Linked DNA regions of Mus musculus: region 1 is linked to region 2. A link is a contact called in public promoter capture Hi-C data. All regions are on one chromosome and are shown on one strand. The core of a region is the stretch at or near the end of the contact, and the rest is flanking DNA. Distances in the headings are between cores, read along the strand shown. Region 1 holds the start of Commd1 (COMM domain containing 1). Region 2 holds the start of C1d (C1D nuclear receptor co-repressor).

Region 1 (6,270 bases), core at 103-2,602, 5.7 Mb after region 2:
TCAATTAGGGCCTGGTTCTGATTCTCCAGCACCCATGAAAAGGCTGGGCATGGTCCCCTATTTCTGTAACCCAAGCTCTGGGAGAGCAAATACAAGCAGATCTCTTGAGTTCTTGGCTGCTCTAGCCAGTCAGTGAGACTGGATTCCAGGTACAGTGAGAGAGAGACTCTGTCTGGAAAGATAGGTAGAGAGTGATAGTGCAAGGTATCCCCCCACACGCCACCCCCCACACAGAGTGAGATAGTGCAAGGTACCCCACCCCATGCCACCCACACACACAGAGGTCACAGCAGGAGATGGTGGTAGCTGCTTGAAATTCTAACACTTGGGAAGTGGAAGGTGGATCAACTACACGTGAGTTCAAGGCTAGTCTGGGCTACAAGAGATCCTATCTCAAACCCCAGGTGGAATGGGGGACTGGAGAGACTGCTTAGAAGAGCCCTAATAATGCTCTTGAGGAAGACCCGGGTTTCCAGCACCCATGTGGTGGCCTATAACCGTTCCAACCACCAGTGCACATGCAGGCACCGCACCCATACACATAAAATAAAAATAAATCTTTTTAGTTAATTTCACCTGTTATGTTGCCCTCTAATAGTTTTCATGAGACAGTCTGATGTATACTTCGTTCCATTTGGAAATCATAGAGTCGACTGCTTTAATGGTGTTTACTCCAGTTAATCAATCCTTTATCTCACCAACCACCTCATGCTAACGCTCCCCAACTTCCACAACCCAGGAAAGCTGGCAAGCACGCTCTCGCTCTCTTTAAACAAGGGTCTCACCACATTGCCCTGACTGCCCTGGAACTCTGTGCAACAGGCTGGCCTCGAACTCACACAACTCTCTGCCAGCCTCTGCCTCTCCAAGTGCACAGATTAAAGGAGTGCACTACAACGCCCGGTGCAACATCAAAGTCCGAGGCGAAAAAAACTCGAAACTTATCTATACTACAGACACAGAAAGTCTTGAGGGAGAGAAAAAAAAATCAATGTTTTCACCGTTATGTGTCCCTAAAACAAGGGCGCAACAGAGCGACCTCCACGGCTCAGGAGGGTCGCTGAGCGCCCAAAGACAGCAGCACCCGAGGCTGGGGGCGGGCCTGAGGCTGCGAGGAGGGCAGGGCTGCTCGGCGGAACCACCGTACCTTGAGAAGTCCTCTCATCTTCGCCAGGAAGGGGCGGAACTCCTCCGGTGGCACTTCCGGATAGAGTTGGCTGTGCAGCAGCTCCTCCGTGACACCCGAGTGTCCGTGAAAGGCGTTCTGCGCTAGGCCGCTCAGCAGCCCGCTCAGGGACTTGCCACCCTCCAGATCGCCCGCCATGGCTAAGGAGGGCCTGCCGCCCAGCGGCTGAGCTCCGGTCCGCTACGGGGGCCGAGAAGGGCCATAAAAGCTGGCAAAGGCAGCCACGGAACGCGATGCCGGGTTCCTCCACTAGTCGATATAAACAGTTCTCTCGTTTGCTCTGCCACACACATCCACTACTTCCACCACAGCCAAATCCACTCAGTTTCCTTTAGAGTCACTGTGTTTTTGTTGTTTCCTTCTTCACTCCGATGTGCAAATGCGCACTCAAAGGAACGATCGCTGGCTGGAGATACCTAACTGTAACTCCGTAAGAATGCCACCTTAATTCTTCGATGGCTGTATCTCATTCTACAGCTTGCAATTAAATGAGCAGTGCCTACTACTCAGTTCTAAGCTCTATAATCTTTTCCCCACGCCCCCCAAATGTAGCTACTTCATGAGGACATGATCTCTTTGCTTGCATTAATTCCTTTGTGTATACCCGTACGTTGTCTTTCTAGCCATTATCAGTAGTCTGGTCTCCATTTCTATAACCACTATTTTTCAAAGCCTTATTTTCATTCTTAAAGTGGAATCGCATTAGTAAATACTTATCTACATAATTACCCAAAAAAAAACCCTTACTTATATTCAGCTATAATAAGCGTGTAGCATGATACTATAATATAGGTGAACCTTTAAAATGTGCTAAATGAGGGCTGGACAGATTCAATGGTTAAGAATGTATACTATTCCTGTAGCGGACCAAAGTTCAGTTTCCAGCACTCGCTTTAGGCGACTTACAACCTCCTGTAACTCCAACCTCAGAAATTGAAAGCTTCCACCAGCAATGTACTCATGTGCACAGACAGGCCTACATAATTAAAAAGAAAAAAAGAAAAAAAATGCGTGAAACGAATGAAGCCAGACATGAAAGACAACTGGACAATCTTATTTACTGCTAAATTAAGCAAATCCATACAAAAATCCAGTTGTCAAGGACTGAAGGAGGGAAGAATAGGAAATGACATAATGGGTACAAAGTCTGTTTTCAGATGATGAAAATGCCTATGAGCAGCCACTGGTGATAACTACACGGCTTTGTCCTTTACCAAAGCACAGTGAATTGTATACACTAAAAGACAGTTTTGCAATATGTAAATTAGCTCCCAATTGGAAAAATTAGTATAAGCTAATTGTAATTTAAAATAAAAACCCGGGCATAGTGGCACACACCTTTAATCCCTGCACTCAGGAGGCAGAGGCAGGCAGTTTTCTGAGTTCGAGGCCAGCCTGGTCTACAAGGTGAGTTCCAGGACAGCCAGGGCTATACAGAGAAACCCTGTCTCAAAAAGACCAAAATAAATAAATAAAAATAGCATACTGGGTTTTAATCCCTGAACTTGGGAGGCAGAGGCATTCTCTGAGTGTGAGGCCAGCCTGGATTACACAGAGAAACCTTGTCTTGAAAAACCAAAAAAAAAAAAAAAAAAAATTAAAATAAAGGAAAATGGTATAATAGACTATGAACTGCAGTGTGTTTAAGCACAGCTATGTCACTGGTGAGGAGGCATGCAAGGCAGCCAAATGCCTCCATCTTTTTTTAAGGAGATGTGTTTGGAACTGTGGCTCCATAAAAGATGTGGATTTGAGGTTTGGGGAGAGGTTGTTCTGTATAGCTAGCTGCATCAGCAAGTCAGGCTCTGTCTCTGGAGTCCTGTTTATGCCCTCCAAACATCACGTGTCCTCCATGTGTCTCACCTAGAGCACAGCTCTTGCCTCAGCACACACACCCAATCAGCTCACAAACTATAGTACACCACTAAAAGTTTTTTGGTACCTTTCTCTCTATGGCATTCCGACAAATGTAGCTCAACTATATAATATAAGGCAGACCAATGTATGTGTATTGTTAGTAAATAATCTTTTATCGTGTGTCTTTTCATGTGTTTGTTTATGTAAAACATCCCCTCTCCTGTGTCTGCTTCAGCTAAACATTCCTTCACATGTTTGTTCCAGCAAAGCACCACCCAGCTGACTTTCCAAAGAACCCTTAAGTTTTTACTTTAGTTGTGTTTTGAGAGGATTAGACACAAGGCTATGTGTGTTCTAGGCAGGTGTTCTACCACTAAGCAACATCTCCAGCTCCAGTGAATTTGCTTTAATTTTTAAATATCCATATGAAAGACCAGAGATTCATTTCATATATAACTCATACTGTGTTGAGGACTTGAGTACACAAACAGTGGCTATTTTTAAAAATTGTTTTAATTAGGTCTAAAATGTCGATATAAACCTTATTGATCGGGGCTAACAAGATGGCTCAGCAGGTAAGAGCACTGACTGCCCTTCCAAAGGTCCTGAGTTCAAATCCCAGCAACCACATGGTGGCTCACAACCACCGGTAATGAGATCTGACGCCCTCTTCTGGTGCGTCTGAAGTCAGCTACAGTGTACTTATGTATAATAATAAATAAATCTTGAAAAAAACCTTATTAATCCAGGTATGGTGGCACATGTCTTTATCCCATCCTTCAGGAGGTAGAAATAGGCAGTTGTAAATTTGAAGACAGGCTGGGCTACATAGGGAGCTCCAGGCCAGGCAGAGGTTTATTATATACTGGCCTCTTTGCACTCCTAGGCACATGAGATTCTGTCTCAAAAAACAAAACAAGCAAGCAAACGAACAAAAAAACCTAAAAATCTACGTATGTGTATGTGGAGGGGGAGTGGGTGTCTCTAAAAACACCTTAGCCAGCAAAGCATCAATCGCTTGAGGCAAGAAGGAAACCCCACTGACTACACCTCGGGAACTGGTGTTGGTTTAAACTTCAGGAGTCTGACACAGGGCAGTTTACTTCAGACATATTTAACCAGAGCACAATTTTGGAAAAGAGTTTTCTGATAATAATTAAGTCACTCCTCTGTGTACAGTGAAACTTAAGATATGCTTACATTGAAAGTCTTTTCAAAGTACATGTGACCTCTTCCATAAAGATAGGTTCTGCTGACAGAGAAACAGCACTCATGAAAAGGGTCTAGGGAGAATGACTAAGATAAACATAAAAGTCTGGGCGAGCCAGATGTGCCCTGGCCATACAGACAGCGCAGAGGTCACCAAGGCTACTAGCCACCCCAGCCTTCTGAACAGAAAACATGGTATATCTCTTTCTTTGAAGAAACAAACCTTTGTGTTTAACACTCCTGGTTTCCCTGGTGCTTATCTGTGAGCACAAGAACCTCTTTGCCCCCAACACAATTGATTGGGAGGTAGAGTTTTATACCCCAAACTTCAAAATGCTAGCTGTGTCTGACTAAGCCAGCTCAGTCAGTCAATGGGGCCTCCAGGGAGGGAGTGAAGGTCGAAAAGGAAAGGACAACTAGACAACATTATAACATGACTTCAGCCAGTGCTGAGGCTGCAGCAGGTTGGTTTTTTCCAGTCTGCTTTGATAGCATTCTAAGTACATACACAGAGTATGGTCAGTCCTAAGGCATAAACAATGTGGTCAAGGAACAAACACAAAGCATAAACAAAAGTCCCACGATTACTGGTTTCCGGATTTTAACAAGACCCATCACCATACAAAGAACACACTCCTCAGCTGTATTCATCCTGAGCCTACTTCCTTGTCCTAGCCCAATGTCAAAGTCCTGCCAAGTTCCTAGATGGTGGGCCCCAAAAGCTCTCCACACGTGTGTTGTATAAACCTTACACAGGTGCTTGTACCGTTACATGGAATTTAAGTTAACAAGGGTGTGTAATAGCCCAAACTCCAGGGGAAAGCGGTTGCTGTTGTTAGCATGATGTTTCTAAATGTGAATAAAGATGGGCGAAGGTTACAAAAGGAAACATTCTTCCTTCAGTTTACACAGTCACTGCAAGCCAGAGATCTGTTCTGTGTATCAAAACCAAGCTAAAAATCTGTGATTAGGAGGCTGGAAACATTGTTCATTGGTTAAGAGCACTTGTTGCTCTTGCAGAGGACACAGGTTCCGTTCTAGCACCCACATGATGGCTCACAAACCATGTGCAATTCCAATTTCAGGGAACCTAATGCCATCTTTTAACTTCTTTGGGCACCAAGCACAAACGTGATACACATACATGCATCCAGGCAAACACCCACTTAAATACATAAGTCTTAAAATGTGTGTAAAATTGGGTTAAATTTAGGCTCCAATAACTCACAAATGGGTTTTTCACCTTCATAAATGTTCCCTGCACGGCAGAATGTGTTATATTCTTGACCTCTGTTTTTTGTTTGTTTGTTTGTTTGTTTGTTTTTTCTTTCTTTCTTTCTTTTCCCGAGACAGGGTTTCTCTGTATAGCCCTGGCTGTCTTGGAACTCACTCTGTAGACCAGGCTGGCCTCAAACTCAGAAATTCGCCTACCTCTGCCTCCCAAGTGCTAGAATTAAAGGCGTGCGCCGCCACTGCCCAGCTTGACCTCTGTTTAACCTTGGCTATTCCTACCCCTGTATTAAGGGGGACAACTAAACTGATCCTTTCAAGAAAGTACCAACCTAAAGAAAACCATTGGTCTAGACTATTTTAATTAGTGTTTACCTATGTATGGTTTGCTTGTATTTAAAAGAAAAATTTTGAGGTATACCTTTCCAAAGAAGTGATTTTCTAAAAGGCATCTTCAAAAATGTTTTGTGGATCCAAGAAAAACAACGTTAAAGACAAACTATACTTTTGTGTTAAATGTGCCTACAGAGTGCAAAGAGGCAAGGAGTGGTGGGGCACCCAGGAGGCAGATACAAGGCCAACCTGTTCTCCATAGTAGTTCCAAGAAAGCCAGAGCTATATAGAGAACCCCTGTCTTAAACAAAACAAACAAGCAAACAAACAAACAAAAAAACGAGGTTGCAAAGAATGGATGGAAGGGAGAAGGTGGCAGGTGGAACAAAATGCCACCACTAAGTAGATAACTTGTAAATTTCCTACCTGGAAGGCCGTGACCAAATTATTTCTTG
Region 2 (6,819 bases), core at 2,724-5,223:
TCATCTTCCTCTCCCCACTTTTATCTTCCTATCCCAGCCCCAACCCCACCTGTAACTATCTGTTCTCTTTTTTTTACCTAATGAGATCTAGGAGGAGGAGCTAGCTGAGAGTTCTATATCTTGATCTGAACGCTGCTAGAGGAAGACTGGCTCCCAGGCAGCTAGGTGAAGGGTCTTAAAGCTCACCCCCATAGAGATACATTTCCTCCAACAAGGCCACAACTGCTCCAACAAGGCCATACCTCCTAATAGGACCAAAAATATTCAATCCACCACACCTACCCTCTAGTTCTATGGATTGTAGTTTTGTTACATACCAATATCTACATCTAATACATGACATATTTGTCTTTCTGGGTCTGGAATACCTAACCCAGGATGATTTTCTCTAGTTCTATTTACCTGCGAATTTCATGATTTCATTTTTTTAACAGCTGAGTAAAACTCTATTGTGTAAATGTACCACATTTTCTTATCCATTCTTCTGTTGAAAGATATCCAGATTGTTTCCAATATTTGGCTTTTATGAATTGAGTAGCAATGAACATGGTTTAGCAAGTGTCTCTGTGGTAGCATGAAGCGTCCTTTGCATGTACATCCAAGAGTGGTGTGAAGGTTATTCTTGGTTGTCAACTTGACTACGTCTAGAATTAACTAAAGCCCAAATGACTAGGCATACCTGTGATTTTTTTTTCCCTTTTGGTTTTCTTTGAGACAGGGATTCTTCGTGTAGCTCTGGTTATCCTGGAACCCATTCTCTAGACCAGGCTGACCTCAAACTCAGAGATCGGCCTGCCTCTGCCTCTGAAATGCTAGGATTACACTACTTGCCTGAATTGTTTTAGTAATTAAATCATTTGGAGTGAGACGATCCACCTTTAATCTGGACCACACCTGCTGAGAAGTTTTTGATATTTGCCTCATTGCTCTTGCCATTGCTACCAGGACTATTCCTTACTGGCATTAGAGCCCACATCTTCAGGATTTCAGCATTCTGAAGACCAGTTGAGACATGTACTGGATTCTTGCCTGAACCTTCCATTCATAGGCAGATATTGTTGGATTAGTTGGACCACAGCCTGAAAGTCATTCTAAAAAATAATAGTCTTCTATCTATCTATCTATCTATCTATCTATCTATCTATCTATCTATCTATCTATCAACTTTGGGCTTGGCATGGACTTTTGAAACAACCACAAGCCAAAGTACAATATTTACTGGAATTGTGCATTTAATCAAAATACAGGAGCTTTACAAAATGTCATGCTAATAGTAACAGTTTGAGATAATTTAATGCTAGGAAATTGTGACTCCAGCAATGTGTAAAATCTGTAATTAGCACACACCTTTGATCCCAGGACTCAGGAGGCAGAGGCAGGCAGATCTGAGTTTGAGGCTAGCCTGGTCTACAGAGTGAGTTCCAGGACAGCCAGGGTTGCACAGAGAAACCCTGTCTCAACTCTCTTCATCCCCAAATCTGTAATTGATTATCATCCACAAGAATACCCCCAAGTAATTCAGTGGTAATTAAATGAAATTTAGTAACTTTAAAAGTTAATATTAAATGATCGATGTTGTTGGAACTGACAACGGACTGCATAGATGTTGATGATGAATACTGAAGATATAGTGTTATATCATCTTAGATGAACGTTTAATTTGAGGGACCCATGAGATGACTCAGCTGGGTAAGGTGTCTATCACTAAGCCTGAAGACTAGATTTCCATTGCTGAGACTCAAATGGTAGAAATGCCTTGTATTGAAACAGCTTTAAAGTATTTTATCCTACCAGTGTTGCTGTGTTATGTGGTTTATTACAGCGTGACAACAGAACATTTTATATACTAACCTCTGCAAACTGCAAAGCAAAGTAGAAGCAAATCATGACCACATTAAGAACTTTAAGAATCGCAGGATGATTGCTTAAAGTGACTTCACAGGCATGTAGTATTTCATGTTTGCTACTATTGAGTGATATGTAGTTTTTGTACTGTTTGATCCTGTTACAACAATTGAATGTGATTTATGTATACTAAAAATTATCATTTAAAGAACTAGGGACTGCAGATGGCACAGTGGTTAACAGGGCTTTCTGCTCTTTCTGTGATTGAGGTTCTGTCTCCATCACCCTTTTCAGGCAGCTCATGGCCCCCTGTAGTTTTAGCTCCAGGGGATCCAGTTCTCTTTATTGGCCTTTGTAGGGCATGTTCACATGCACTTGCAGGCATACACACAGAGATTTAAAAAATAAATAAAAAACGTAAGTTACGCCGGGCGTGGTGGCACACGCCTTTAATCCCAGCACTCGGGAGGCAGAGGCAGGCGAATTTCTGAGTTTGAGGCCAGCCTGGTCTACAAAGTGAGTTCCAGGACAGCCAGGGCTACACAGAGAAACCCTGTCTCAAAAAAACCAAAAAAAAAAAAAAAAAAAAAAAGCGAAAAACGTAAGTTAGGAATGGTGGCACAGTTTGGAAGAAGCAGAAAGAGAAGGAGAAGGAGGAGAAGGAGAAGGAGAAGGAAGAAGAAGAACAACAACAAACATCATACATACATACATATTAAAAAAAAAAAAACCTTGTTAGTGTTTTAGGGCTTCTATTGTGGCAGGGAAACACCATAACCAAAAAGCAAGTTGGGGAAGGAAGGGGTTAGGGCTTACTCTTCCATATTACCGCTCTTGCCTAAGGAAGTAAAGGCAGGGACTCAAACAGGACAGGAACCTGGAGGCAGGAGCTCATGGCTTGCCCAACCTACTTTCTTATGACAGCCTAGGACCACCAGTCCAGGATGGCACCATGCATAATTGGCTGGGCCCTCCCCTGTCAATCACTAATGATATGCCTTGCAGGACTGCCTACAACCTGACCTTATGGGGCATTTTCTTAATTGAGATTCCTTCCACTCAGGAGACCTGTGCCAAGTTGACATAAAACTATCGAACACAGTTAGGAATGATGGCACGGCCTGTAACCCTAGTACTGATAATCCTGAATTCAAGGTCAGCTATATCACACAGTGAGACCCATTCAAAAACAAAAACAACACAAAATATGAACTTGTACTTTTCATATCTTCACACCCTCATTTAATTTTTGAAACTATTTTTCATAACTATCACCTAACCAGGTATCGGGCACTATATTAGGGAAGCCCCTCCAAAGATTAATCTGAGGTGCACAGTTTGGTCCGGAGGGACCCAACTTCCATCAAAGCAAAGAAATGGACAAAGGTGTAAGGAACATTCAGTTTGAAGAAGCCTAATCTAGACAAAATGCCAGGGCCTTCGACTCCAATCTTGCCACCTTGGCGGGAGACCTTTAAGTTCTTTGCCTAGCATGGCTGTCCACTCTGAGAGGCTCTACCAACAGCTGATTGAGAAAGAGGCAGATACTTACACCCAACCATTGTCGGACTGAGGTTAGAGACCCCTACGGTTGGATTAGAGGAAGGGTTGAAGGAGCTGAAGGGGAGGGTGACCCCATAGGAAGATCAGCAGTCTCAACCAACCCGGACCCCGGGGGGCTCCCAGAGGCTGAGCCAACAACCAGGCAGCATACATGGGCTGAGCCAAGTGCCACCCATTCCCCAGCCTCCTGGGACCTATGTAGCAGAGGTCTGCTTAGTCTGGCTTCAGTTGGAGAAGATGGGTCCAATTCCCAAGGGTCTTGAGGCCCCAATAATGGGGGATGGGGAGATAGATGATGGGGAGCAGAATGGTGTGAGGAACTGGGTGGGGGACCGGGAGGGGGGTAACGCCTGGAATGTAAATAAATAGTTAATTAAAAAATGTGTCAAAAAGAGAAAGAGAGAGAGGGGGGAGGGAGGGAGGGAGGAAGGAAGGAAGGAAGGAAAGAAGGAAAGAAAGAAAGACAGACAGACAGACAGAAGAAAGAAAGAAAGACAGACAGACAGACAGACAGACCACTGCACTTAGCTCCTGGATGGACAGAGGCGGGGCAAGCCTCGGGACTGAAGTGCGCACGCGCACGACCGGGAGAGACGCACGGGCGGCAGGCAGAAGCCGTGTCATGGCGTCATCATCGTGCGACCTATTTCCCGGAGACAGGCGTCCACGGTATTGAGGTATTGTGCAGAACCGCGTTCGGGTGCTTGTCGTGCTCCCGTCACAGTCTCTTTTCCCGCACCCCGGGATCACGTCCGTCCTGTGGCCGACTGGGAGGAGCCGAGCGGGACTGCTCGCTTCTAGCGTAGTCCCTGCAGTGGCGGCTCTCGGGCTTTGCTTTGGCCTTTAGTTTCTCTGTCAATACCGTCTTCATTTCGCTGCCACTGTTAACGTTGCCTTTCAGAGGTTGAAAAGCGACAAGTAAAACACCCAACGCCATCAGCTTCTAGCTGATTCCAAATCTAAACGGAGACAAAATGGAAGGTGGAAAAAGTAACTTTGCGTGCAGCCCTTCCTGTTCCGCCCAAGGTCGGAATGCTTGCGGTGGCAGTGTTAGCCCTTTTGAAACAAGGGTTTCCTTAATTTTACTTTTTCTTTTCCGAGACACAGTTTCTCAGTATAGCCCTGGCTGTCCTGGAACTCGATCTGTAGAACAGGCTGGCCTCGAACTCCGAGATCAGCCTCCCTCTCTTAGGTGTTAGGATTAAAGGCGTGGGAAACCGGGCCGGGCCGGCAGCTTTCTGCTGTAGCGGATTGTATTAAGAGGAATTTTTCAGTGTCATCTGGGAAAATTTCATCGTGGCTCAAATTTCTGTTGGAAGATAGCGTTAATGACTTAAAATGTGTTGACTACAATTTAGTTTTGGCTTGGAAAAGGTGTATTTGCCCTGGTGAGATGTCTGTGGTGTAATTATTAACCTGTTTGGACTAAGAGTAGACAGAACTAAGTATCAACGTTAGTTTTTATTTATAAATGACAGCTATCCTTATTGAACTTTAGAAAACTACTTCTGGATGGTGGAATTGATAGACTGAATTGTTTTGTTACAAGATAAGATGACAGTGTGAACAGTTTTTGTTGTTTTCTAGTAATAGAAGTGAAATTCCCAAATCAGAGATGTTGTGGATGCTTTCCGGTACCTATAGGGATGCAGTTTTCTCTTGTTTTTAACTTTGAAAAGTTCTATGGGTAAACAGTAGCACTTGTTTGCAAGCATTTGACTCTTCATGTATGGCTCTGAATAGTCTACAGTGGATTACCTCTTTGTTATTTCCACTTTCTTAAATAATAACTAATATTATGAACTAGTACTTTGAGCATTCTACTAATGGAGTATAGCTTTAAGAGTTTTATTGATATTTATTTTGTCTACATCACAACCTTATGTATTATTATTACTTTAGAGGTAATTGTAAAAACAAGCCCCACATTTTTGAGAAGATAGTTTTTGCTGCTTTCTTTCTTTCATTTTGAAAACATGTTGAAGTAAGCATTAAATTAGAAGTTGATTCTGGTGTGGCTCCAGTCTTAACAGGTCCTTGTAATTTATGTACTTTAAAATGTTTCTATTTATTCATGTGTTTGTGCTCATGTCTCTTTCTGTGTATTTGTCACATGTGTGTGGGTGTCAGCAGAGGCCAGAGGACCCAGTGGAGCTGGACTTACAGATGGTTGTGAGCTGCCCAAACTGGCTGCTGGAAACCAAGCTTGGGTTCTCTGGAAGATGAGAAGTGCTCTTAACTGCTGAGCCATCTCTCCAGCCTTGTAATTTATATAATTTTTATTGCTAGACTTTTGCACATGTATTTTTGTGTGTTTATGTGTGGTTTCATGCAGGTGTGTGTTCTCATGTGAGTGTATGTGCTTATGTGTGTACGTAGAAGCCCAGCGATGCTGTTTTTCTCTATTGTTCTCCACTTTGTTTATTGAGGCAGGGTTTCTTATTGAAGCTGGGAGTCATTGACTCCAGCCAGTCCAGCTAGACTGCTAGGGGATTCCATGTTTTGGTACCCTCCACACACAGGAGATCTGAATTCCAGTCTTCAAGCTTGGTGATGGTGGTGGTGGTGGTGGTGGTGGTGGTGGTGGTGGTGGTGGTGTGTGTGTGAGCGCGAGTACTCATGAGCTTTATCCACTTAGCCATTTAACTTCTGTGATGTGCTTTTAGAGGTTAGCACACTTTAGAAAAGGAAGCTTAATGTGTTCTCAGATTTTACTGAAGATTACAGGTAACATCAGAATCGTTGCTTGGCCAAGACAGTAGTATTGAAAATTTACATATAAATTTCACTATAGTTTTCTAAGGTAATGCTGTGTAAAACATAATTATAAGAATAGAATTATGGTGCAGAACCTGCACACACTTTTGAGAGATGCAGCTTCTGTTGCCATGGATACTAAAAGAATGACAAATTGGTGGAGCTGACATGTATAGAATAAAGGAAGTACTAGTCATGGAGTGTGACTGTTGTCTCTACAGGCTGTCCATCATGGTGATACCTTTCCATGTCCTTGGACAATGAATGCACCGTGCAAAACCAGTTTAGTGTGGGAAAAATTAGATGCTTTTGTCTTTTAAAGGTGCATATGTGTATATATACATATTGGTGTATTATATAACGTTCATCGTACGCGTGCACGTGTACATGTGCACATGTGTAGAGGACAACCTGAAGGATTGACTCCTTCCACCGTGAGGATCCTGGGGATCGGATCTAACTCAGGCTGTGAAACTTGGCTGCAAGTGACTTTACCCACTGAGCTATGTCACAGTACAGATGACACATTTATTCCACCTGTGTTCACATCTGAGAGAGGTGGTGTGTGCATACCTTGTCTCACCTGTTTAGGAACATTTTGGATTTGGGGATTTTTCCAAATTTGGCAAACACAGTGATTTTTGTAATATGTAT

The links. Promoter capture Hi-C pulls out the DNA fragments that hold promoters and counts their contacts.
Region 1: a promoter capture Hi-C map of liver shows a contact between it and region 2, with 5 times the contacts expected there. The contact joins the promoter of Commd1 here to the promoter of C1d in region 2. A contact is called at or near these places in 1 of 39 promoter capture datasets (liver) and 1 of 484 Hi-C or Micro-C datasets (CD4 T cells).

The regions. Positions count from the first base shown.
Region 1 is chr11:22,980,932-22,987,201 of GRCm38.p6, forward strand. Commd1 (COMM domain containing 1) reads right to left here and starts at 1,353. Exons shown (of 3, transcript NM_144514.2): 1 at 1,148-1,353. The coding sequence starts at 1,324.
Region 2 is chr11:17,253,574-17,260,392 of GRCm38.p6, forward strand. C1d (C1D nuclear receptor co-repressor) reads left to right here and starts at 3,974. Exons shown (of 5, transcript NM_020558.4): 1 at 3,974-4,085.